Linked DNA regions of Mus musculus: all the other regions are linked to region 3. The links are chromatin contacts, called in public HiChIP or PLAC-seq and promoter capture Hi-C maps. All regions are on one chromosome and are shown on one strand. The core of a region is the stretch at or near the end of the contact, and the rest is flanking DNA. Distances in the headings are between cores, read along the strand shown. Region 1 overlaps Arhgap1 (Rho GTPase activating protein 1). Region 2 holds the start of Zfp408 (zinc finger protein 408). Region 3 holds the start of Arfgap2 (ADP-ribosylation factor GTPase activating protein 2). Region 4 overlaps Ckap5 (cytoskeleton associated protein 5). Region 5 holds the start of Ckap5 (cytoskeleton associated protein 5). Region 6 holds the start of Mtch2 (mitochondrial carrier 2). Region 7 holds the start of Ambra1 (autophagy/beclin 1 regulator 1).

Region 1 (3,121 bases), core at 295-2,794, 400 kb after region 3:
TTGAGTTCCTGGCATGTCCTGAGCTACAGAGTGCGACCTTTTTTCAGAAAAACCTACATACAAAATAAAACAGCAACTCCATACCTATCAGTGTCACCCCATCCGCACCCCACTTCCAATTGGCTCTTCCAGTGTCTGCCTCAGGGCTGACCGCTGTTGTGATGCCTGACTTCACAGCTTAGCCCTGCCTGTAGAAGCATCCTGTGAGATAGTCTATTTATAGATGTCCCATGATTTATTGAGCCAGTCTCCTGATACTGGACAATTTGCTGGCTACTTAGTTGTTGTTTTTTCCGTAATAAAACTCTGGAATGAACAGTCTCCTACAAGAATGCTTCTACTCCTCTGTTTCCTCAGGAAAGAGTCCTCAACATGCTTTTCTGTGATCAGAGATGGGGTGCGCTGCCCAGCTTCTGATAGGCATCTCTTTATTGCACACAAAGGTTACTGCATGTATCCATGGATGAGGGTGTCGTCCACTTTACTGTCATCTTTGCTCCTTTCCTAAATGCAAATGCCATCGTTTTATGTGACAGCCCTTTGCCCTTTGTAAACTTCCGGTGTGGAAGTGTGAATAAGGGCTCAAGTATTCTTGGTCTAATACTGGTCAGAATCTGGTCATCTAGCATTAGTACACATATGCCCTGCCTACCTGTGCTGGTCCAGCTCTGCACCCGGGGACTAGTCATTAGGCCTCTGACTCTAGGGCAGGTCGGTAGTCAAGCCACTGGGCACTCTCTCAGACTTCCCTCCTTTTGGATGTTTTTAGCATTGTGCCTGTCCAACATAGACTGGCTTCCCTACTAGAGCCAAGGAGCTGATTGATTATCTGTCTTCTAAGAGGTCTTACCCTAGGCTCTTCCCCCTCCCTATTGTTCATTACTTCCAAACTTTCCAGTGTGCTCAATGTGAGTATGTGTGTGTGTGTGTGTGTGTGTGTGTGTGTGTGTGTGTGTGTATGTTGGGGGTACATACCCTACTGTGAGCATAGGGAACATGAGGCGTATGGCTTTGTGGTCCATTAAGAGCCTAGGGATGGGAATAGTTGAGCTTCTGGTCTTCCTGATGTCCTTTCATAAACACAGTATTTTATAAACTGTACCACAGATCATATAAAATAGGCAGAACTGTTCCAAGGTCTAGAGTGCAGTCTTGGAGTTGGTCACTTCACTACTAGGTCCTACCACAGCTGAAACCTTGGCTAAGCACTTGACCTCTGCAGATTGCCCTCATTAGTAAGATGTGTTAACTTTAGCCTCAGTTGTTCCGAGGGAAGAATGAGGTATTAGAGGTACTTGGCAAACACTGAAAGCTTTTTTCCAATATCAGTGACTGTGCTTGTTACTGCCTCATGGAGATTCCAATGTCAAACCCTGTCAACTGTGCTTACACAGCCCGGTCTGCAGCTCAGGGCCCCTGACTGCTGCTGCTGCTGCTCACAATGAGGGCTTTTGCATACTCACTTCTGCCTTAGGCCCACCCTCTACCTCCTTCCTGGAAAGCGGCTGTGGATTACATAGCCAAATGATAGCAGGGAGGGTTTGAGGAGAAGGAAGCCTTGATGCAAGCACTGGTTTCTATGGTAACAGGCCACACCTGTTGTGCAGAGGGCAGGTCTGAGCAGGTCTTTTGTGTGTATGATGTTAGGTATTAAGCTTGTAGCTCACACATGCTAGGTTGTGTATGATGTTAGGTATTAAACTTGTAGCTCACACACTGCTCTACCATAGAGCCACAACCCCAGTCCTGGACATTTCTCTTGAAGGTATTTGAAACACACATTGGACCAGTATGTGGAGAGTGACTACACACTCCTGTACCTGCACCATGGCCTGACCAGTGACAACAAGCCCTCCCTCAGCTGGCTACGGGATGCCTACCGAGAGTTTGACCGCAAGTGGGTTGGGACATAGGGATGGGCTGAGCCTAGGGTGGCTAACTCTGAGCTCTGGGTGGTTCTCTTAGTCAGGAACTTACTCCTTATCAATGGAGGCAGGACCCCAACAGCTCTGCCCCTTCCTCCACCATTCACAAGCTTCCTACTTGGCCTGCAGGTACAAGAAGAACATCAAGGCTCTGTACATCGTGCACCCAACCATGTTCATCAAAACTCTGCTTATCCTCTTTAAGCCTCTCATCAGGTGAGCAGGCCACAGGTGGACCACTGAGTTTTTCATGTACCCCTCACACAGCAGGCAGATGGCCAGGGTGGCCAGCTTGGGGTGAGCCTGTCTGCAGGGAGGGCCAAGGCCTGCCGTGAGACCCAGCCTGACCCAGATCCTTCTTTTTACCTCCAGTTTCAAGTTTGGACGGAAGATCTTCTACGTGAATTACCTGAGTGAGCTGAGCGAGCACGTGAAGCTGGAGCAGTTGGGGATCCCTCGCCAAGTGCTCAAGTGAGACAGCAGGGTGGGCCCGAGAGCTGGGTGCGCAGGGGGAAGGGGGGACTTGTGGGTCCACTGGTCAGCTGTGTGCTTGTGTTGTTTGGGAGGCAGAGTAACCTGGGTGGGAGTCAGGAGTCTGGGGAAACTGGAGAAAGGCAGTGTCAAGATCCAGAGATAGATGGAACCCCATTTCTGTCACAAGCTGTTGACTAAATCTCTTTAGAGTGTTTTTTGCTGCGTTACATCAAGTGGGACTATTTTGAGGACATAGGAAATAATGCGTGTAAAATCACACAGTGAAGACTTGATAAAGTTGGCTACAAGACTACAGAGCCGGGGGGCCTGACCCTTGTTCCATCTGCTCCCCTAGGTATGATGACTTCCTCAAATCCACACAGAAAAGCCCTGCAACAGCTCCCAAGCCCATGCCACCACGGCCCCCCCTGCCCAATCAGCAGTTTGGGGTCTCCTTACAGCAGTGAGTATGCTAAAGCCAGGCATGTCAGGCTGGGGGTGGGGTGGGGGTGGACCAGTATGCAGAACCCCAGCTCACCTCTTTGCTCCCTCAGCCTCCAGGAGAAAAGCCCAGGCCAGGACCCCATTCCCATTGTCCTCAGGGAGACCGTCGCCTACTTGCAGGCTCACGGTGAGTGCCATGCAGTCCAAGGCCTGCTGAAGCCAAGCCACCTCGTCACCCAGCTGCCCTTGAGAAACTCTGGGCAGGGCATAGAGAAGTG
Region 2 (3,195 bases), core at 475-2,974, 380 kb after region 3:
AACGAGAAGTCCTAGAATAAAACAATGAGATCCCTTTCCCCGTGCCTGCGAGGAGTGAGGGGCAGACAGCAAAACAAAAGCAAAGCAAATCTGGGCACAACCTTTCTGGGGCAAAGCTAAGCTGAAACTTTTGGGATTTTTTTTTGATTGTTTTTGAAACAGGGTTGTCCTGGAACTCACTCTGTAGACCGGGCTGGTCTCGAACTCAGAGATCTTCCTGCCTCTGCCTCCCTAGTGCTAGGATTAAAGACATGCACCACTCCCCAACTCCTCCCCCACTTTTTTTTTTCATAAGATGAAACTCTAAGGCTAGCAGCAGCCTCTGAGGTTGCCTCTACACTATGGTGCTGTGTGGTTTGTTTTTTTTTTTTTTTTTTTTTTTTGGTTTTTCAAGACATGGTTTCTCTGTGTAGCCCTGGTTGTCCTGGCACTAACTCTGTAGACCAAGCTGGCCTCGAACTCAGAAATCCGCCTGCCTCTGCGTCTGCCTCCCCCCGCCCCCCTCCCACCCAGTGCTGGGATTAAAGGCGTGTGCCACCGCGCCCAGTTCTATGGTGCTGTTTTATATCTTCAGTCAGTGAAGACCAGAGAGTCCACTCACCTCTCCTTAAAGGTGTGGAAAGCTCTAAACAGCACAGCCTTTCAGCAAATACCAAACAGAAAACGCTGCAAGAGCACCAATACTTTTAAACAATCCTTACTAATGCTTACAAAGCACAGGCGTATTTGGCTTGCATCGTGTCCTCTGGTCTTCCAAAGGATCTCGGTAACAGCCACAACTTTCTTTTACAGGTGAGTAATATTAGGTGTGTAATTTAGCTAACTAGTTAACAGGTTTGAATCTGATCCTGGTAACCTTAGCTTCTGACCTTTGTCTCTGCCAACACAGTAGGAATTCAGGTTCTCACAACTTCTTTGCATCTGCTTTAGTTACTGCTGCTTAGGTAGAGCAAGACAGCGCTGCAATGAAGGGACAATTATTTCTCGAGTTTGAAAATATCCTGCTTCTAACAAACTGGAAGAGCTGTCCGGAAATGTCTGAACCTCCCCCAAACTTTCAGACAGATGTCCGACTCCTCAATACCTCCTCGTGCGGTGTCTTCATTCCCTCGCCCTTCTCCAGGACGGACTCATCTTCCAGAGGTCCCCAATGCAGGCCGGGCTGCAGGGGTGCTCCTACACACCAGACCCCCAAGTGCTGATTCCTGGATCTCGAGGGGCCCACGGCCAAGCCCTGGGGGAGGCTCCTTAGAACAAGGATGGCAGGGCTCGTACCCGGCGGGCAGGCTTTGAGGCCCGGAGCAAAGCCTTTTCCGGAAGGGCTCCATCCTGAATCCTGGCCCAGGGGTGGCTCTGGGGCTGCAGGGAGACGGGAAGGCAGTAAAGGAGTGGTCCATGAAGGCGTGGGGTTGGGGAAAGAGAGGTACAGGGTCAGCTATGACCCAAGAGTCCGAGGGATTAGCAAGGTTCTAGTTAGTAGGGCCCTTGAATGGTTGGGAGGGAGTCTAGTCTCTTAGGGCACCGGAGCAGGATCCCAGGCTCAAGAGAAAAAGGGATGTAAGGGAATGCGCTGACTAGAAAAACGCTGTGGCCATCTAGTCCAGGGCTGAGGGTCGCAGACATCGCAGGTCACTCACGGTGCGGCTCTATTTTCCCCAAGATCACCTCCTCCACCTCCTTCATCGTGGGACAGAGATTCTCTCGCCACTCCCCTCTACCGGAAGTGAGCGTTTTTGTCCCGGTTCCTCCCGGAAACAGTCCTTGATTTTCAAATTTAAGCTCAAGGAAGAATCCGGGTGGTTAGGCATCATTGAAGGATGGACCTGGGAGTTTGGAAGTACTTGACAGATAAAACCCTGTCCGATGGGCGATACGAACCTAGGATTTCAGAGGCCCGCTAGTTTCCTGCATCTGGAAAAGCGGAACCCAACTCACTCACTTTAGGTAGCGGCGAGTCGGACAGCTCGGCTAATTAACCTCACATTTTGTCAGGTGATTGCCGGAAGTGGGCGGAGCACCAAGAAAGCCTTGTTTGGTCCGGGCAGCAAGCCGGAAGTAGGTAGAAGAAATGGCGGAAGTGGTTGGGGAGCTGGGGGCCCCCGAGGGGGCGGTTCCCATTCCCATCTCGGAGCCGGATGTTTGCCGAGCTTTGACAGGCGTGGCAGAGGAAGCATTGCCGGAACGAGGTGAGCTGCGGAGCGCGGGGTCTCTTTGGGCGTGGTGGTGGGGAAGAGCTGCTCTGGTCAACGGAAGGAATTGGGTCGGAAAGGGGAAAATCCGAGGCAGTGGGTCGGGAGTGGAATTGGGCCCGAGGGCCTGGGTCTCTTCGCTGCCGGGATTTTTCCCATTTCGGCGCCTGCAATGAGAAGACAGCCACTTTCTCTGACTTGTTCCTGCCCTCCCTCTGCAAGGCATAGGCCAAGCCAGAGCAAGCCGGTGGGAGGGAGGGAGAAGTCGTCCTGATCAGATCTGGCATAGCACTGAGAGCTAGAAATCAGGGGAAGTGATCCACCTTGTCACTTGATAGGCCGTGCTTTCATCTCACTTTCTTGTGAAACGAAATACACTCCATTCGTTGTTTGTTTTCGGACTCTATGCAAACATGATTATAGTTTAGAGTTGCAGCCTTGTAGGATTTGGGTTTTTCCAAAGTCACAAAACAGTCTGATTCCAGCACCAGCAAGTACTGTGACTTCAGTTTGCCCTGAGAAGTCTGGCTGCCCTTTCGTGGCGCCTCTTGGATCCCAGTGAACTTTGTGACCGACAGTCACTTAAGATCACTGTTGAGGGGGTTGACTTTAACCTAGAGAACACCTCAAACTGGAACTTGTGGGTTAAAATCCTGCGTCTGGGTTCTATGATCTGTAGCAGTTTGCTCCCTCCCTCCCTCCCCCCGCTTTTTGTTCAAACTGTAAAATGGTTTTTATAGCATATGCTGAACTACTAGTGCAGTTGTGAGGTGAATTTGTGCCCAGTTCATAGTACAAATATCCGTTTCCTTCTCCACTTATGAAATTCATTCATTCATTCATTCAGCTAATGACAGTCTGCTATGTGAAGACTCTGAATAAACTCTGGTGCTATGTGCATCACTCTGAATAAATTGCTTTGGTGTGTGTGTGTGCCCGCGCGCGCTCTCTTGTCGCGCATGTGCTGGAGAGACCCTGTGTATGCAGGCAAAGCGCTCTACCACTG
Region 3 (3,202 bases), core at 579-3,078:
GAATGGTCGTTAGACACACAGAGAGCCATCAGCCGCAAGGAGAAGGGTGGCCGGAGCCCAGATGAGGTTACTCTGACCAGCATTGTACCGACAAGAGATGGCACCGCACCCCCACCCCAGTCCCCATCGTCCCCGGGGTGAGAGCCGGGATCCTGAACAAAACCAAGACCGGGCTCTATGGCTTGCTTGTTACCACTTCTTCCTGCTTTCCTATCACATCAGTGCCCGACGGCCATCTTGGGAGAGTTAATTTCACCGAGGTTTAGATTTGCTCCATGGTCCGGTGTCTCTCGAAGTTTGGCTGTATAACAGTCCTGTGCACAGAGATAGACCTGTATCCACAGTAGTGAGTGGCAGCAGGATGGCTGTTCACTTGGCTCCTCCCTGCCCGCCGCCAAGCAGCCAAGCCCTTTGTCTTGAGTACTGGATACAGTGGGTCTTGTGCCCTGAGTTGTGCCCCTTGTGTTCCCCTCTCTAGTAGCGGGCAGGACGAGGACTGGTCAGATGAGGAGAGTCCCCGGAAAGTTGCCACTGGGGTGAGGGTACGGGCGCTTTATGACTATGCTGGCCAGGAGGCTGATGAGCTGAGCTTCCGAGCAGGTATGCTGGGCCCTTTCATGGTCCTTCCCACTTCAGCCCCCGTCCTACTTGCTAGAGCAGGGCTGTAGACGAAGAAAGCCAGGGACTCCATCCTCACAGGCTGCTCAGGGTCCAGCTGCAGCCTGACAGTTGCCTCCCTGGGGTCTAAGGTTGGGTGGCTTTTCCTGGCTGTGTCCTATCCTGGTCTGAGTTGGGTATCCTCCAGTTTGTCGGCCCTTGTGCTATTCCATCCCCCAGTCCATGACCTAGTTTTGAGACCAGTAAAGCCAGTGCTTTGGGCAATGACTGTTTTGTCTTTCTTCAGGGGAAGAGTTGCTGAAGATGAGCGAGGAGGATGAGCAGGGCTGGTGCCAGGGCCAGCTGCAGAGTGGCCGCATTGGTCTGTACCCTGCCAATTACGTAGAATGTGTGGGCGCCTGAGTGCCCTGACAGCCCTACCAAGGCGTCTCTCTGACCTGGGCCAGAGCTTAACCCTTCCTGGACTGCTGGACCTGAAGGCCCTGAACCATGTGCTGCTGCTGTCTCTCTTTTCCCACAGGAGGAAGTCTCAGGGCCCATGAAGGGCAGGGGTCTGTGTCTAGAGTTGGAGGTTGGAATGATGGAGGGTCGAGAGGTGCCCGAGCCTCCTCGGGAACATTTGGGTCATCCCAGAGTGGGAGGATCCAGCTCCTAAACTGTTTAGGAGTTCCTGGGGTGAGGTTGGGGAGAATGTAGTTTGAGGCTGGCAGCACCTTCTTTTGTGACTTGTAGTGTGCATTAAATTTGATTAAGAATAAAAACCCCATCAAGTGTTGTGAGCGTCTTTTGATAGCCTACTCTTGCTGGTGGGAGGCACGGGGTCGGCCCGTGGGCGTGCCATGTGTTATGGAACTGGGATTGGGCAGGCAGTTGCCTCCTGGTATCTGCCCCGGAATTTCAGGAGTGCAATCTGGACTGGAAGGGACTTGGTGATCAAGGTTGTTGTGTGCTGGCCTCTGCTCTAGGCCAGTTGCTGGATTGTGAGCTGAGCTGGAGCCCTGCCAATGCCTTCCGGATGGGGCTATGAGCACTTGGGAGATTGTTAATCATTACTCGTCCATCACAGAGTCTGTTACCATGGCTCTCTGCCTGACGCCTACAGCCAGTGGTCGAGCGGTACGTAGGGTACCCGGGTCCAGCAGGAACTCGTGAGGAAGTTTGGGCCAGTCCACGAGCCGTCGCCCGCTCGGGCTGCGGATTGGCCAGGCGCAGCGCGGCGTTCACTCTCAGGCCCGTGGTGGAGCTCCCGGCTGCTAACGTCATGTTTCAGCCCCGCCCGACGTTCATTGGCCCAGATCTGGTCGAATCACTCCACTCGTAGGCGGGTCGGGGCCCTGTCGTGACCGGCGCGGTGAGCCTGCCTTCGCCGCCGAGGATTGGCCCGCGCCGGGACCTGTCGGTCGCGGTTGTGTCTGGGAAGGAGAGAAAATGGCGGCGAGCCCGAGCAAGACCGAAATCCAGACTATTTTTAAGAGACTTCGCGCAATTCCCACCAACAAGGTGCTTGAGCGGGCGGGGTACGGGTCCTGACGCCGGCGGAGAAGACGTCTCTTGTCCCCTGGGGTCTGAGGGAGGGCGAGGACGGAGGTTGGAGGCTTTCTTGTGGTTTCTAGCGCCGGGCCTCGACTCTGGGCCCTAACCGTTCGCTTGTCGTCTTTTCCACTTAGGCCTGTTTCGATTGTGGCGCCAAGAGTCCTAGTTGGGCCAGCATCACTTACGGTGTATTTTTGTGTATTGACTGCTCCGGAGTGCATCGCTCCTTGGGTGTCCATCTCAGCTTTATCAGGTAGGTTCTGTGTGAGGGTGCTGTGCCTCCACGGGGGCTGTGTGCGTGGTCAGCGACGGGGAGAGGGCGCCTGGACTTGGACCTTCCTGAATTTGATGTTTGGATTTCTCCTGGCGGGAGTTCTGGTAGCCTACAGCGGGGGCTTGCGGGCGGAGGGCGGCGGGGGGTTCCACCTCTGTAGACTTCTCTCTTCACAGTTAACATGGTACTCAGCATCAGTTTGGGGGAGAGCTTAGATGCATTGACCTTGTTATTGCAGAAAGATTGGCCCAGTAGGTCTCCAGTGCGACTTTGACCAAACTTTAAGAAGAGCCAAACCCGTGCCTGCATTTCTCAGAAGTCGACCTCCTTTCGGATCTCCTTTTCAGAAATAATTAGTACCCTTTGGATTAGGCGAAGCGCAATGATTTCAAATACAGGGGAGAGAGGAGGAAATGGGACAGTGACTGATGGTTCCTGGACACCCACAGAAGCCTGAGGCCGAATGACAGGTTTAGTCTTGATAGGGAAGGTGACACTCAGCCCTTGTACACAGGTCCACAGAGTTGGATTCGAACTGGAGCTGGTTGCAGCTGAGGTGTATGCAGGTCGGCGGGAATGCCAATGCGGTAACGTTCCTTTACCTTCTTCCACCCCCATCCTTCTGCCTGGGTATTTAACTTTTCCTTGATTTCTCAAAGTGAGTTTGGTTTCTCTGTTCCGAGAGTTTGCAGCTCTGGAACATGCCACACACTTTTCTAAATTCAGAAAAATTTAAACAGCTTCTTTCAAAGAGGCTTAATGAAATACAAACTGGGG
Region 4 (2,783 bases), core at 276-2,775, 300 kb after region 3:
CTTCATCTGACCTTCAAATAGTGTGTCTGTCTGCTCCATCCCATGATCCTTCAGCCCCCAGAATAAAAGATCAGAGATGTTTGCCATCAGTATTGGTGACCTGAGGTCAGTGCTTAGATCCCATGGTGAAAGAAGAGAATCAGGCCCTCAAAGCTTGTTGCCTGACTTCCACACATGAGCTCTGGAGTGGGTGTACACCCATACGAACAATAGCGATAAATATAAAGATTTAAAAATAGTGCTATTAGAGGCAATGAAGACCCAACTTTTAATCTCAAATTAATCTGTAAATATAGTATAATTCCAGATGGTTTTTTTTTTGTTGTTGTCATTGTTTGAGACAGGGTCTCTTTATATAGCCCTGAATGTCCTGGAACTATGTAGACTAGGCTGACCTACAACTTAGAGATCCAACTGAGTCTCCCTCTGCCTCATCCTGAATGCTGGAATTAAAGCATGTATTTCTGTGCCTGACCCCTCCAGATTTTTGTTTTTCAAGACAGGGCTTCTTTGTCTAGTAGTCTTGGTTGTCTTGAAACTCTGTACACCATGCTGTCCTCTAATTCAGAGATCCTGCCTTTGCCTCATGAGTGCTAGGATTAAAGGAATGTGTCACCACTGCTAGGCTCCAGTTTATTTTTTATAAAGACTTTATGTATGCATGTGAGGTGGTGGTTGTCTATGGAGGCCAGAATGGTGTTCAGAAGTTTGAGACAATTATCCTTCTGATATGGTTGTTTGGAACTGAGAAACAGTCCTCTTTAAGAGGAGCAAATGCTTTTAAGCACTAAGCCATCTCTCCAGCTAGACCCCAGTTCATCATTTTTATTTCATTTGTTTTATTATTTTTTATGTATTTTATATATACACAAATGCTCTATCTTCGTGTATATCTGCATTCCTGAAAAGGGGATCAGATGTCATTATAGATGGTTACTGGGAATTGCACTCAGGATCTTGTTGTTGTTGTTGTTTGGTTTGTGGGGGATGAGGTTTCTCTGGGTAGCCCTAGCTGTCCTGAAACTCTTTTGGGTAGACCAGGCTGACCTTAAACTCACAGACCCTCTGTCTCTACCTCTCTGCCTCTCTGCCTCTCTGCCTAGTACCTGCTCAGCTACATGTTTTCGATTGTTTTATTAACAAAAATTTTAATATGCAGCCTGCAAATTAGCCAAATATTCCATGGATGGTCAATGTTGTGGTAATTCTGTGGACAATAAACTTTTGTTTACTTTTAAGGTGATATCATTTTAATAAGATCTTTAAGAGTCAAAATATGTAAAAACAAAACAAAAATTGCTTTTATAAAATTGTAAGTAGTTTGTGGTTTTAAATTTTTCTTTTAGGCTGGTGGACCATCTAAGAAAGGTAAAACAACTGCACCAGGTGGCTCAGCAAGTGCCGGGACAAAGAATAAGAAAGGATTGGAGACCAAAGAAATAGTGGAGCCAGAACTCTCAGTAAGTATTACACAGGAAAGAGATAAAGGCCCCAAGGGGATTGGAGGTCTTCCTGAGTTCTTTAACATAACAGTAAATTTGCAGGGCAGTGATGACTCATGCCTTTAATCCCAGCATGCTTTTAATTGGGAGGCAGAGCCAGGCAGATTTCTGTGTTCAAGGCCAGCCTGGTCTACAGAGTTAGTTCCAGGACAGCCAGGACTACAGAGAAACCCTGTCTTCGAAAACCAAAATACAAACAAAAAAACCATACAATATATTCATATCTTTTAGCTACTGCAGACTCAAATGCTGTAGTTACTGTAAGGCTATTTTAGTTTTAGCTGGGTTTCTTTTATGTTGTTTTTTAAAAACGTCTCTAATTCTGATGGTGCTATATCATGCAGATTGAAGTATGTGAAGAGAAAGCTTCAGCTGTTCTTCCCCCAACCTGTATTCAGCTTCTAGACAGCAGCAACTGGAAGGAAAGGCTGGCCTGTATGGAAGAATTCCAAAAGGTACAAAACAAGGATGAAACAGAGTGTAAAATTAGATTATGTAGACACAACACTAACATTTGTCTTCATTGCTAAGTTTTATAATTAGTAAATGTTTCATAATATAAACTTACGATGAGGTTGAGCTTTCTGTTTATGTTTTGTAGCTGTTTAGTGCTTATCTTTTAACATCCTCATTCTGACTTCTCTAAGTATGAAAGTTAGTAACTTTTCAAGAAAATGACTTACTTACAAATTCTTATTGTGAATTATAAGGCCTAGGAGATTTTTAAGTTTTTAAAATTGTTAATAAATGTAATAAGCAAATAGATCTTGCCATGGAAAATAGATGATCTTTGTCTATTTCTGTACTTTATCATCATGATTTATCTGTGGAAAACACATTATATATTGGTATGAGAAACTGTCCAAACTTTTGAAATTTTATTGGTCAGGGTTCTTCAGAGGAACAGAAATGATAGAATTTTTGTGGAGACACACACAGGGGATTTAGTAGAGTCACTTACCAGTTGTGGTCCAACAATGGCTATCAGTTCTTTAGTCCACAAGGCTGGATGTTTCAGCTGGTCTTCACTATATGGTAGAATCACAAAGTGGGCTTTAAGGTGAGTGAAGGAATGAACTTGGCAATGAAAGTGAGTGTAAGCAGGCCAAAAGCAAAAGCAGTCAGCAGAAGATATGGCCCAGGGGTTGGAGAGATGGCTCAGCAGTTAAGAGCACTGACTGCTCTTCCAGAGGTCCTGAGTTCAAATCCCAGCAACCACATGGTGGCTCACAACCATCTGTAAACGGGGATCTGATGCCCTCTTCTGGTGTGTCTGTAGAC
Region 5 (2,815 bases), core at 87-2,586, 260 kb after region 3:
AAATTACAGGTGAGACCCACCATACTCACATCTTTCTTCTCTAACTCTTGGGTGTTTGTTTCTTTGTTTCTTAGGTTGGTTTTGGTTTTTCAAGATAAGGTTTCTCTGTGTAGCCCTGTGTAGTCCTGGAACTTGCTTTGTAGACCAGGCTGGCCTTGAAATCAAAGATCGGTCTGTCTCTGCCTTGTTATATTAAATCCTCACATTAAATTTGTAAAAAAAAAAAATCATTGTTATACACGTGTCTGTAATCCCAGTACTTGGAAGGTGTAGGTAGAATGATGCTACAAATTTGAGGCATCCTGGTCTATGTGCCAGTTCCAGGTTAGCTTGGACTACAGAGTGGAACCTTGTCTCAAAGACTAAAACAGTGCAGGCAAGATGGCTTAATGGGTAGAGGTGTTTGCTGTCAAGTCTGGGGACCTGAATTTGAGTTCCTGAAGCCATATTGTGGAAGGAGAGGACTGGTGCTTAGCAAGTTGTCCTTGAACTTCCTTGTACCACACCCCATAGTGCACATAAATGAAATGTAGTAAAATAGATTTTTGACAATCATATTTCATCAAATGAATCCTCTCCTTTTCATAAGCACAAGCATTTGTGAAGTAAATCTTGTAGTTCATAAAGGCCATTCCTAGACTCTCAGCTTGTTGTACTAAATCCTTACATTAAATTTGATTTTTTGTTTGTTTGTTTGGTTGGTTTGTTTTTTGAGGTAGGATTTTTCTGGCTGTCCTGGAACTGGCTCTGTAGACCAGGTTGGCCTCAAATTCAGAGATTTGTTTGCCTCAGATGGGATCAAAGGCGTGTGCCACCACGGTCTTTAATTTAAACTTGTAAGGAAATTTAAACATTTACATTAAATTTGTAAGGAAAACATAATTATCCCATTTCCTACACAAAGAAACAGAGGTCCAGATCAACTGAGAAAAGTGATTTGTTCAAAAGAAGTCCAAGACTACAATTTAGCATTCGAGGCTCCTTCCACTACATCTCAGTTGCCTCTTGCTTTCCTCTCAGCACAGAATGATTGCAAGCTCTCCAAAAAAAAAAAAAAAAAAAAAAAAAGGTGTGGGAGGGAGATGTTGACAGCAGTTTAAACATCAGTAGGTAAAGGCAACGTGATCATGACTGGAAATGCAGAGTTTTCCACACACCTTTCGCTCTTCTATCAGAAGCCTTGGTAGCCATTCCTCCAGCCACTGGGTGACAAGCACCTGACCCGCAGCCCTGGGAAACACAGCTGCGCGCGTTCCCTTTAAGGCCGCAGGCGGCGCGTGCCCACAGCTCTTTCAAACGGACCAATAAAGGGGCGATAGGCGGTTCTCCGAGGACCAATGAACAACGAGGACACTGCGGGGTGTGCGGCGGCCCAAGCGGTTTTAAACGGCTTAGAGCAGGCCCCTCGGTTCTGACCCGGCAGAGGTGAGTGGGCAGTGGGTCTCACCTGCCGGCCTGGACCCTGGGGACCCGGCGTCGCGCGCGCTAGAGGACCCACGGCCGCGGGCGGGGCCCCCGCGGACGCGCGCCTCCGCGTTCTCGCGAACCCGGCAGGTCTGAGGCGGCGGAGCGGGGCGGAGGCCTGGGAGCCCGCGGCTGGCAGGGCGGGGGGCGTGGGCGCTCGCTTGTGTTGGTGACCCGGGCTGGGGGTTCAGGTGAGCAGAGCACGCGGCGGGGGAGCTGCTGCAGCTTCGGAGGTTCGCTGGCGGCCCCGGGCCGCGCCTGAAGGCTGAGCTGTCCGAGGCCGGGGCGGGGGCCCTGCCGGCAGGCCCTTGGTGGAGGAGTGCGCCTCGCGGAATTGTTAAATGAATGAACAAGAGCACGGGAGGGCTGTGGTGGGTGTGAAGGGCCTAGTTGTCTCCTCCGAGCCGGGACCAGAGCCTGGTGCCTGGGCCTGCCTCCATCCCTGCGTCCACTACCTGTGATGATTTTGTAAGGATGCTGTTCATTCGCCGCCCCGCCCTTGGTTTTCTCCCTCAGAAAGTGTCAGCAGAGTTCAGGGATTTTGCAGCTCTGAAGGTTTCCGGCACCAGTACAATAGCCAGCAGGGTAGGTGAGCCAGGCCTTGCCGCTAGGTGAATGAGATTCTCACTTTTTAGCGCTTAGCAAATCCTTGTTGAGAGAGCTGCCCAAAGTCGTGGTAATTGCTATGCAAGATTGAATGCATCCCATTTTGTTTCTTGCGGAGGGCAGGATGAAAGAGATGTTGCCAGAGAGGCTGCTGTGTGTAAAAGAATATATTCTTGTTGATGAATCTTAACAATGAGTTTCTGATTCAGCACCAGTAGAGGTTTTTGCAGAACTTGTCCCAAATTTATGCATGACTCTTAATTCTCCTAGGAACCAAGGCATTAAATCTTGGCCCAGATAGGATGCTTGTATTACATTATGCATAATTATAGAACTGGAAACTCATTTTTAGAAAGGTGAAATATTTTTTCTCCATTTTCATCACCCTGAAAACATCTTCTGTGACCTAAAGAGCGAGAATATAAATCAAGTTAATGGTCATTTGAGACTTTTCTAAAGTGACTGGTCAAGTACGATTTAATAAAGAGAAAATCAAAATCAACTTTTTTTTTTCCAATATAAGTTAAATCACTGTAGTAAGCCTGTAATGAAAAAATTGTACACAAAACTTTTACTTTTTTTTTTTACCTGGGGCTGGAGAGAGGACTCAGTATTTAGGGGGCAATGGTTGCTTTTCAAAGGAGTTGGGTCTAGTCCCAGCAGCCACAACCGTTTGTAACTTCAGGACCATGGGGACTGATGCCCACTTCTGGCATCCATGGGTGCTGCATATACGTGATACACA
Region 6 (3,106 bases), core at 253-2,752, 420 kb before region 3:
GCTCACAGGCAAATAGAATTTTTTTTCCTTCACCACCCATGCACAAATACCCTTCTTAATGGTCTTGCTGTTTCTAAGTCATGTTGAGAACTGTGTTTAATTAAGAGCAACATGTAATTTTTTTAGAATAAAAAGCTACCATTTACTATTGCATTTTTGTTGTGTATGCCAGGCTAGGTCCATATTGCTTTGAGATAATGTTTTGAAGTGGATATTATTATACTTATTTGCTTAAAAGTTTTGAAGAGTTGGGATGACCTATATAAGGTCACACTGTAACTGGCAGAGGTAGACTTTGGATGAGGCCCATTGGACTTCAAAGCCCGTGTGCCTGACCTACAAACTGCCTCCCAATATCAGCTAGTTCTGGGCTGAATAGAAGGCCATATTAGGACTAACTTCTGTATTTCAGCCAATTTCTCAAAAACTCCATATATACAGTTTCACTTAATGTTCATAAAAATACACTGAGTTAGTTGCATTGTCCTTATATTTAGATACAAACACTAAAAAATTTAAAAAGGAAAGTGACACATGGATCCAAAAGGAAAGCCAGATTCCAAACTCGGTTCCTTGTTCATTCTCAGCAGTACACACTAAGTGCTTGCACTAAGTGGTGTCTGCTACAGAACAAAGGGGCCAGAGCTGGAGCAATGCCTTTTCTTCATTTTGCCTCTAACAGCCTGGGTAGCCCGATTGGCACTGAGCTTTAATAAATCTTGAGCACTGGTACATGCCAGGCACTGGGGGAAAATAGTGTACAAAGGCCATCTCGGTTCCTGAACCCAGAGTTGACACTCTCAACTGTCAAAGACAATTTCCCAGTGACAGGTGTCACAAGGCAACGGGTAGGAAATACGGATAAAATGGATTTCGAGTAGTCAGAGAAGACATGAAAAAAAAATTTTTTTTTTTGGTCAGTATGTCACCATGTAACCCTGGTTTACCGGGTATCCAGTTTGTAAACCAGATTAGCCTTGAACTCACATATCCACATTCCTCTGCCTCCCAAGTGCTGGATTAAGGGTCTGTGCCGCCACATCTGACCCCGAGGGGGCACATTTTGTTGTAGTTGCTTTTTCTTTCCAGTACTGAGGACTGAAAGCAAGGATGTCGGGAAGTGCTCTACCACTGAGCTAATGGTAAACGCAAAATCAGGGACCTGCAGAATTCACTGTTAAGCCAGACAGGATCTGTTGTTCATTAGACATGACAACTCTAACGGAAAACAACCATCAAACTTTACGTCGTCAAAGCCTGAAAGAGGATAGGAGTATAACTCAGTTCTTCCAGTTGTTAGTCCGCTGACCTTGCCTTTGCCGTCAGGGTCACCCCACCACCACCCCATCATTACCATTCCCTCCCTACTCCTTCCGGACACTTCCGGCTTGCGCAGGCGCAAGAGAAATCGCCTTTCCTAGAGGCGCGAGGAGCCCACGCCCAGACGCATGCGCGTCCCTCCCACAAGCCCCGCCCCAGGCGGCCCCTCGCGAGCGCCTGCCGTTTCTTTGGGCGGGCCGGTGGGCGGAGCCTAAGCGGGCGGCGCGCCGCGGGCGGGCCAGTGAAGCCGGCGCCCCCGACACGTGATCTGGAACCGGCTGTGTCGCTTGGTGACTCCGTCTGTCCGTCCGTCCGCGGGTGCCATCATGGCGGACGCGGCCAGTCAGGTGCTCCTGGGCTCCGGTCTCACCATCCTGTCCCAGCCGCTCATGTACGTGAAAGTGCTCATCCAGGTATGAGTCGTCGCCCTTTCCTTCCCCGCCCGCGTCCTGTCAGGTCGCCACCGCCCTCTGCGCCTTTGGGTTGGCTCTGCGTCCCAGGCCTTCACCCTCTCGAGATGCTGCCCTTCTCTCCCCTCAGGAACAACTTCCACGGCCTCGCGCCCCTCTCGGAGACATCCCGAGGCTCGCCCCGGGCAGGCCGGCTCCCTTTCTGCAGCCAACTGCCACCCTTGCCTTCCCTGGCCGGTGACTCTTCTCAACTTTGTTTTTCCTTTCCCTGATCCTGGCCGGTTGCCACCGAGGGCTTCCCAACCCTTTTCTTGTCGCCCCTCTGATACTGGCGTTCACCTCACCTCGTTCACTCCTCCTCAGCGAAATATCTCAAACTCGAGACGTGAAATAACTCATCTATGGGCAAATTTAAAATTCTAGGAAAGCCAACATCTTATTGTTCTTACTCGGTTTTTCTATTTGCTGTTTCTACTTCTATTCCCGTTCAGAGATTTTAACACCAGATACCCGGATATACACAAGGAGCGCATTGAGAAGTGATAATGAAATCAGATTTCCTGAGGATCCATTGAGCGCTTTCACAGTAACCCATGTGGTTCATGACAATGAAAATCACGTTGGTTAGAGCTGGAAATCAGTTCTGTTTAAACACTTTAGCGAGTTTAAATGTAACATCAAACCCCGGATGTCTCTCTTGCCTCCCTTGCCAATCTGCTATAAAATATTTCTAAAGTGGTCATTTATATTCATGGGTAAGGAGGCCTACTTTTAGCTGGTGATAGTATTTTCAATTGCTCTTCTAACTTTCCCTGTGCTGATCAGGGCCATTTTTAAGCATTTATTGAGGATTGCCATACCTCATGCATTGTGTGTCCTGGAAGGAAGCAGGCTTTAGAATCCCTGTCCTCAATGTTTACCATTCTGAAAAGAGAAAAAAAAAAAAGCAAGACTCTAGAATGGACTTCATTTTTAAATTGTTCTTCATACAAATTGTTGCTAAGTTGACTAATATAAGTGTAGATGTTGAAGCGCAGAGTGAAATCTGTGTCTAGAACAGAATTGACAGTATTTCGCAGTACACGTATGAACTCACTACTCAATAGTTCTCAAAGAACAGTGATTTTAGTGACATTCAGTGTTTTTGCCTCAACAATCCAATATCCTAAATTCTGATTTCACAATACCTCGTGCGTTGCCAAGTATCTCAGGAGGTTGATGAAATTCCCAAATACTACTTTAAAGCTGCACTTTCAGTGAGTTCAGAGAGGGGGTTTTAACTCAGAAGGAAGAATTGCAACAGTAGAGCCCAAACTGCCCTGTATTTTTTTTTTTAATCTCAAGTATCCCTTTGGCACTATAATCACTGAATATAT
Region 7 (3,208 bases), core at 111-2,610, 470 kb after region 3:
GAGCTTGAGGTCAGCGTGGGCTTCATAGTGAGTTCCAAGCCAGCCAAGCTATAGAGTGTGAGCCTCCACTGCAGTCTCTCACACTCCCTCAGGCACACTGCAAATGTGGAACAGGAAGGCAAGCACATCAGAATTTCAAAGCCATTCTTGGATACACAGAGTTCAAGACCAGTGTGTGTGCCACACAAAATCCTGTCTCTAAAAACTATTTAGTGAACTAGCTACGAAGCTAACTAAAAGCACACTGTGGACTGTGGCTTTAGATCCTTGGAAGAAAATAAAAGAGAAGTAAGTGGTTTTTTTTTTGAGAAAGAATAGAATAGGCTGGGAGGTTGTGGTGTTCACCTTTAATCCCAGCACTCCGGAGGCAGAGGCAGGCAAATCTTTGTGAGTTGGAGGTCAGCCTGGTCTACAGAACCAGTTCCAGGACAGCCAAGGGTACACAGAGAGAAGCCTTGTCTGGCAAAACAAAACCAAAGAATAAAAATTTAAAAACAAGGTACAGGAACTTTCCCTTCCCACATTAAGGTGTGCCATTTTCTCTTGGATATTCTTCTAAAGCTGACCTGGAGCATTCATAGCGATTGTTCTTCAGCTCTGAGGGGAAACCAAGAATAAAGTGGTAAAGTCATTTGTTCAACTGGGACAAGTAGTGTGAGAAGTCTCTAAGTGTACGGCAGTCGTTGAACTATTAAGACGAGCTTTATTCTGCTATGATTTATCTTCAATCAATGTGCTCACAAAAGGCTAATTCCTTTTTCACTTAAAACAAGGTCTTTGGTGGCGCATGCCTTTAATCCCAGCACTTGGGAAACCCTGTCTCGAAAACCACACACTCAAAAAACAAAACAAAAACCAAAACCTAGCCAAACCAACCAACCAACCAAAAAAAAAAAAAAAAAAAAAAAAAAAAACAAAAAAACAACAAAAAAAAAAAACCACCAAGGTCTCATATAGTCCAGTTTGGCCTTGTGCTTAACTGACTATGACTTTGAACTCCAAATCCTCATGCCTCCTTTCCTAAAATGCAGGGACTACGGGGGGAGGGTGTGGGGGACTTTTGGGATAGCATTGGAAATGTAATTGAGGAAAATACGTAATAAAAAAAAAAAGTACCAGGAAAAAAAAAAAAAAGCAGGGATTACAAGCGTGCTCCTGTCTCAAAAATTTAGTTCTCTAAATTACTTTAACACTCTGTCACCAACAGAAAATGGCAGAATCCCAGCCTACTCTACGCTATAGTTTAATGATCTGGATTTGTTTATTTATGCCTAGGAAGGCAGCCGGATTTGCAGCAGGAGCTGAGCAATGTTTCGGCACTCGGCTGCAGTGCCTTGAACGATTGCTGGGGCGCTCTTCCTTTGATGTCTGGGCGTTCGTGTGTTCGATGATCTTTTGCGGCGTCTTCTTGGTTGATGTCTCCGGAGCGGCGGCGGCTGTGCCAGGTCCTGGACTGAGTTATCCCGGAGGCCCCGGGCTCTGGCCGCTTTCTTCCGCTGGTCGGTCGAGCGGACCCCTCGCTTTCTTCGGCCTCTCCCCGCCTTCCGTCCGTGGCTCCGTGCGCTCGCTGGCTTTCGGGCCGAGCTCTCACTCTCCTCGCAGGTAGGCCCGGGAGGAGCCTGGGAGGCCCGGTCCCGCATCCTTCCGCCCAAGGCAGGAGGAGACCTTAGCGCCGGCCGGTGGGCGAGCGCGCGGCCCGCCGGGGTGCGCGTTGTGAAGGGGGTTGCGCCCGGGGGCGCGGCCGGAGGGCGGCCCGGAACTGAGCGAGAAGCCGGAAGGAGGGAGAGATGCTGAAGCTGCCGGCCGGGTTCCGTAGAGAGGGGATGTCGGGTCCTGGACGCGTGTCGTCACCCCTAGATTGTAGGAACTTGGCTTTCTTAGACCCTATTCCCTTTCTCCTTTCCTACAACTCCGGTTCCGGATGTCATGCTCAGTTGCACTGGGGACCCCTACTGAGTTCAGCCTCGGAGTGCCCTTTTGAGTAGGTGGAGGCTATTGAAACTAGGCCCTCCAGCTCCTAGGAACGAAATATCACTTATAGTCTTTTGGGGTAGGGAAACCGAGGCTGAGGTAGGGGACGTGACTTTTCCCTGTGACCTCGACAGATCATTAAATGTGCTGTAAGGTTCTTTTTTTTTTTTTTTTTTTTTTTTTTTTGTCTTTAACAGTTCACAATTCTCCCATTTTACTGGTCACTTTTTACTTAACAGTCTCTCATTTGACTTTTTGGAACTCTTCTTTCTTAGAAACATATATTGTGTTACTGGAGGCTTCAGACATTAAGGGAGCAAGTGATGTTTTTGACTGGGTTTGCTTTTTCGAAGTTTGTATCGTTTTAGCAAAAGTAGTAAGGATAGTTTAGTTTTGTTTACTCATAAATAATTTGTTTACTTCCACTTTACTTCTGATTAATACTGATTCCACTCTTCAGCTTGTTCTGAAACTTTCTGCTATGGTGTTAAGTACTTAGTGCAAGATGGAAGATGCTTAAGATGGTTAAGACTTTGAATTCAGGTTCTTGTCTTGTGGAGGTCTTTTCTAGGAGGGAATCCAAGGAATCTCTTTTGAAACTTTTTTTTATTTGGTTAGTGATTTAGTCATTTTATTCAAGAGTTCAAAAGTCTGTGTAGAAATTATTCAAACATAATTGAAGATGAATCATTTGTGAACTTTACTGTTTCTCTCTTTTTTTTTTAAAGATTTATTTATTATATGTAAGTATACTGTAGCTGTCTTCAGGCACACCAGAAGAGGGTGTCAGATCTCATTACTGGTGGTTGTGAGCCACCATGTGGTTGCTGGGATTTGAACTCAGGACCTTTGTAAGAGCAGTCAGTGCTCTTACCCGCTGACCCATCTCGCCAGCCCTCTCTTTTCTTTTTCAAGGCCTTAAGGTCTAAGTGTTTTTGTTAATTTCATTTAATCAAATGTCTTGATCCTAAAAAAAAGTCTTGGAGGTTGTTTGATGTTGGGTAAGTTTCCACACTATATAGAAGTCATAGGAGAGTTGATTTTAAGGGTGTATAGATTGTGAAAATCAGTTTCTGCACAGTTTTAAGATGCTTCAGGCCGGGCGTGGTGGCGCACGCCTGTAATCCCAGCACTTGGGAGGCAGAGGCAGGCGGATTTCTGAGTTCAAGGCCAGCCTGGTCTACAAAGTGAGTTCCAGGACAGCCAGGGATATACAGAGAAACCCTGTCTCGAAAAA

Evidence for each region. Promoter capture Hi-C pulls out the DNA fragments that hold promoters and counts their contacts. HiChIP or PLAC-seq counts read pairs in DNA pulled down with a chosen protein or histone mark. Capture Hi-C pulls out chosen DNA fragments and counts their contacts.
Region 1: a contact with region 3 is called in a promoter capture Hi-C map of stem cell-derived epiblast-like cells, with 2.2 times the contacts expected there. The contact joins the enhancer-like site here to the promoter of Arfgap2 in region 3. A contact is called at or near these places in 10 of 39 promoter capture datasets (the C10 cell line, the HPC-7 cell line, cranial neural crest and 5 more), 5 of 484 Hi-C or Micro-C datasets (the AML12 cell line, cortical neurons, muscle stem cells and 2 more), 8 of 115 datasets of contacts at active chromatin or transcription factors (embryonic hindbrain, embryonic stem cells, epiblast stem cells and 4 more) and 4 of 9 other capture datasets (adipose tissue, embryonic stem cells, liver and 1 more).
Region 2: a contact with region 3 is called in an H3K27ac HiChIP or PLAC-seq map of epiblast stem cells, with 2.8 times the contacts expected there. The contact joins the promoter of Zfp408 here to the promoter of Arfgap2 in region 3. A contact is called at or near these places in 15 of 39 promoter capture datasets (the C10 cell line, the HPC-7 cell line, cranial neural crest and 7 more), 23 of 484 Hi-C or Micro-C datasets (the AML12 cell line, CD4 T cells, CD8 T cells and 13 more), 25 of 115 datasets of contacts at active chromatin or transcription factors (T-cell acute lymphoblastic leukemia, acute myeloid leukemia, astrocytes and 15 more) and 4 of 9 other capture datasets (adipose tissue, embryonic stem cells, liver and 1 more).
Region 4: a promoter capture Hi-C map of embryonic stem cells shows a contact between it and region 3, with 3 times the contacts expected there. The contact joins the enhancer-like site here to the promoter of Arfgap2 in region 3. A contact is called at or near these places in 25 of 39 promoter capture datasets (the 3T3-L1 cell line, 3T3-L1-derived adipocytes, the C10 cell line and 14 more), 4 of 484 Hi-C or Micro-C datasets (bone marrow-derived macrophages, cortical neurons, myocytes and 1 more), 10 of 115 datasets of contacts at active chromatin or transcription factors (bone marrow-derived macrophages, embryonic forebrain, embryonic limb bud and 5 more) and 3 of 9 other capture datasets (adipose tissue, embryonic stem cells and macrophages).
Region 5: a contact with region 3 is called in a promoter capture Hi-C map of adipose tissue. The contact joins the promoter of Ckap5 here to the promoter of Arfgap2 in region 3. A contact is called at or near these places in 20 of 39 promoter capture datasets (the 3T3-L1 cell line, the C10 cell line, the HPC-7 cell line and 12 more), 4 of 484 Hi-C or Micro-C datasets (B cells, bone marrow-derived macrophages, embryonic stem cells and 1 more), 25 of 115 datasets of contacts at active chromatin or transcription factors (the 230-238 cell line, acute myeloid leukemia, bone marrow-derived macrophages and 16 more) and 4 of 9 other capture datasets (adipose tissue, liver, macrophages and 1 more).
Region 6: a promoter capture Hi-C map of liver shows a contact between it and region 3, with 3 times the contacts expected there. The contact joins the promoter of Mtch2 here to the promoter of Arfgap2 in region 3. A contact is called at or near these places in 16 of 39 promoter capture datasets (the 3T3-L1 cell line, 3T3-L1-derived adipocytes, the C10 cell line and 11 more), 4 of 484 Hi-C or Micro-C datasets (CD4 T cells, embryonic stem cells and natural killer cells), 4 of 115 datasets of contacts at active chromatin or transcription factors (astrocytes, effector CD8 T cells, embryonic stem cells and 1 more) and 2 of 9 other capture datasets (adipose tissue and liver).
Region 7: a promoter capture Hi-C map of adipose tissue shows a contact between it and region 3. The contact joins the promoter of Ambra1 here to the promoter of Arfgap2 in region 3. A contact is called at or near these places in 2 of 39 promoter capture datasets (liver and maxillary cranial neural crest), 1 of 484 Hi-C or Micro-C datasets (CD8 T cells) and 2 of 9 other capture datasets (adipose tissue and liver).

Annotation. Positions count from the first base shown.
Region 1 is chr2:91,666,432-91,669,552 of GRCm38.p6, forward strand. Arhgap1 (Rho GTPase activating protein 1) reads left to right here. Exons shown (of 14, transcript NM_001359970.1): 6 at 1,766-1,897; 7 at 2,055-2,141; 8 at 2,298-2,396; 9 at 2,755-2,862; 10 at 2,954-3,030. Among named protein-coding and RNA genes, the nearest start is that of Arhgap1, 18 kb to the left of the region's middle. Within about 2 kb of position 1,545, at least 24 of the 459 cell types and tissues checked have an H3K27ac peak or open chromatin away from gene starts, as enhancers often do. A contact at or near this core is called in epiblast stem cells, olfactory sensory neurons and stem cell-derived epiblast-like cells, where this site is marked.
Region 2 is chr2:91,648,067-91,651,261 of GRCm38.p6, forward strand. It overlaps Zfp408 (zinc finger protein 408), which reads right to left and starts at 1,725. Exons shown (of 5, transcript NM_001347175.2): 1 at 1,638-1,725; 2 at 1,085-1,359; 3 at 1-11. The coding sequence starts at 1,683. It overlaps Arhgap1 (Rho GTPase activating protein 1), which reads left to right and starts at 2,052. Exons shown (of 14, transcript NM_001359970.1): 1 at 2,052-2,186.
Region 3 is chr2:91,263,287-91,266,488 of GRCm38.p6, forward strand. It overlaps Arfgap2 (ADP-ribosylation factor GTPase activating protein 2), which reads left to right and starts at 1,829. Exons shown (of 16, transcript NM_023854.2): 1 at 1,829-2,118; 2 at 2,286-2,404; 3 at 2,940-3,012. The coding sequence starts at 2,047. It overlaps Pacsin3 (protein kinase C and casein kinase substrate in neurons 3), which reads left to right. Exons shown (of 11, transcript NM_001289678.1): 9 at 1-137; 10 at 479-600; 11 at 905-1,394. The coding sequence ends at 1,020.
Region 4 is chr2:91,566,791-91,569,573 of GRCm38.p6, forward strand. Ckap5 (cytoskeleton associated protein 5) reads left to right here. Exons shown (of 44, transcript NM_001165989.2): 14 at 1,347-1,460; 15 at 1,847-1,957. Among named protein-coding and RNA genes, the nearest start is that of Snord67, 28 kb to the right of the region's middle. Within about 2 kb of position 1,526, at least 5 of the 459 cell types and tissues checked have an H3K27ac peak or open chromatin away from gene starts, as enhancers often do. A contact at or near this core is called in embryonic stem cells and stem cell-derived epiblast-like cells, where this site is marked.
Region 5 is chr2:91,525,426-91,528,240 of GRCm38.p6, forward strand. It overlaps Ckap5 (cytoskeleton associated protein 5), which reads left to right and starts at 1,337. Exons shown (of 44, transcript NM_001165989.2): 1 at 1,337-1,425. It also overlaps the pseudogene Gm13770.
Region 6 is chr2:90,845,653-90,848,758 of GRCm38.p6, forward strand. It overlaps Mtch2 (mitochondrial carrier 2), which reads left to right and starts at 1,503. Exons shown (of 13, transcript NM_019758.3): 1 at 1,503-1,733. The coding sequence starts at 1,647.
Region 7 is chr2:91,728,778-91,731,985 of GRCm38.p6, forward strand. Ambra1 (autophagy/beclin 1 regulator 1) reads left to right here and starts at 1,361. Exons shown (of 18, transcript NM_172669.3): 1 at 1,361-1,602.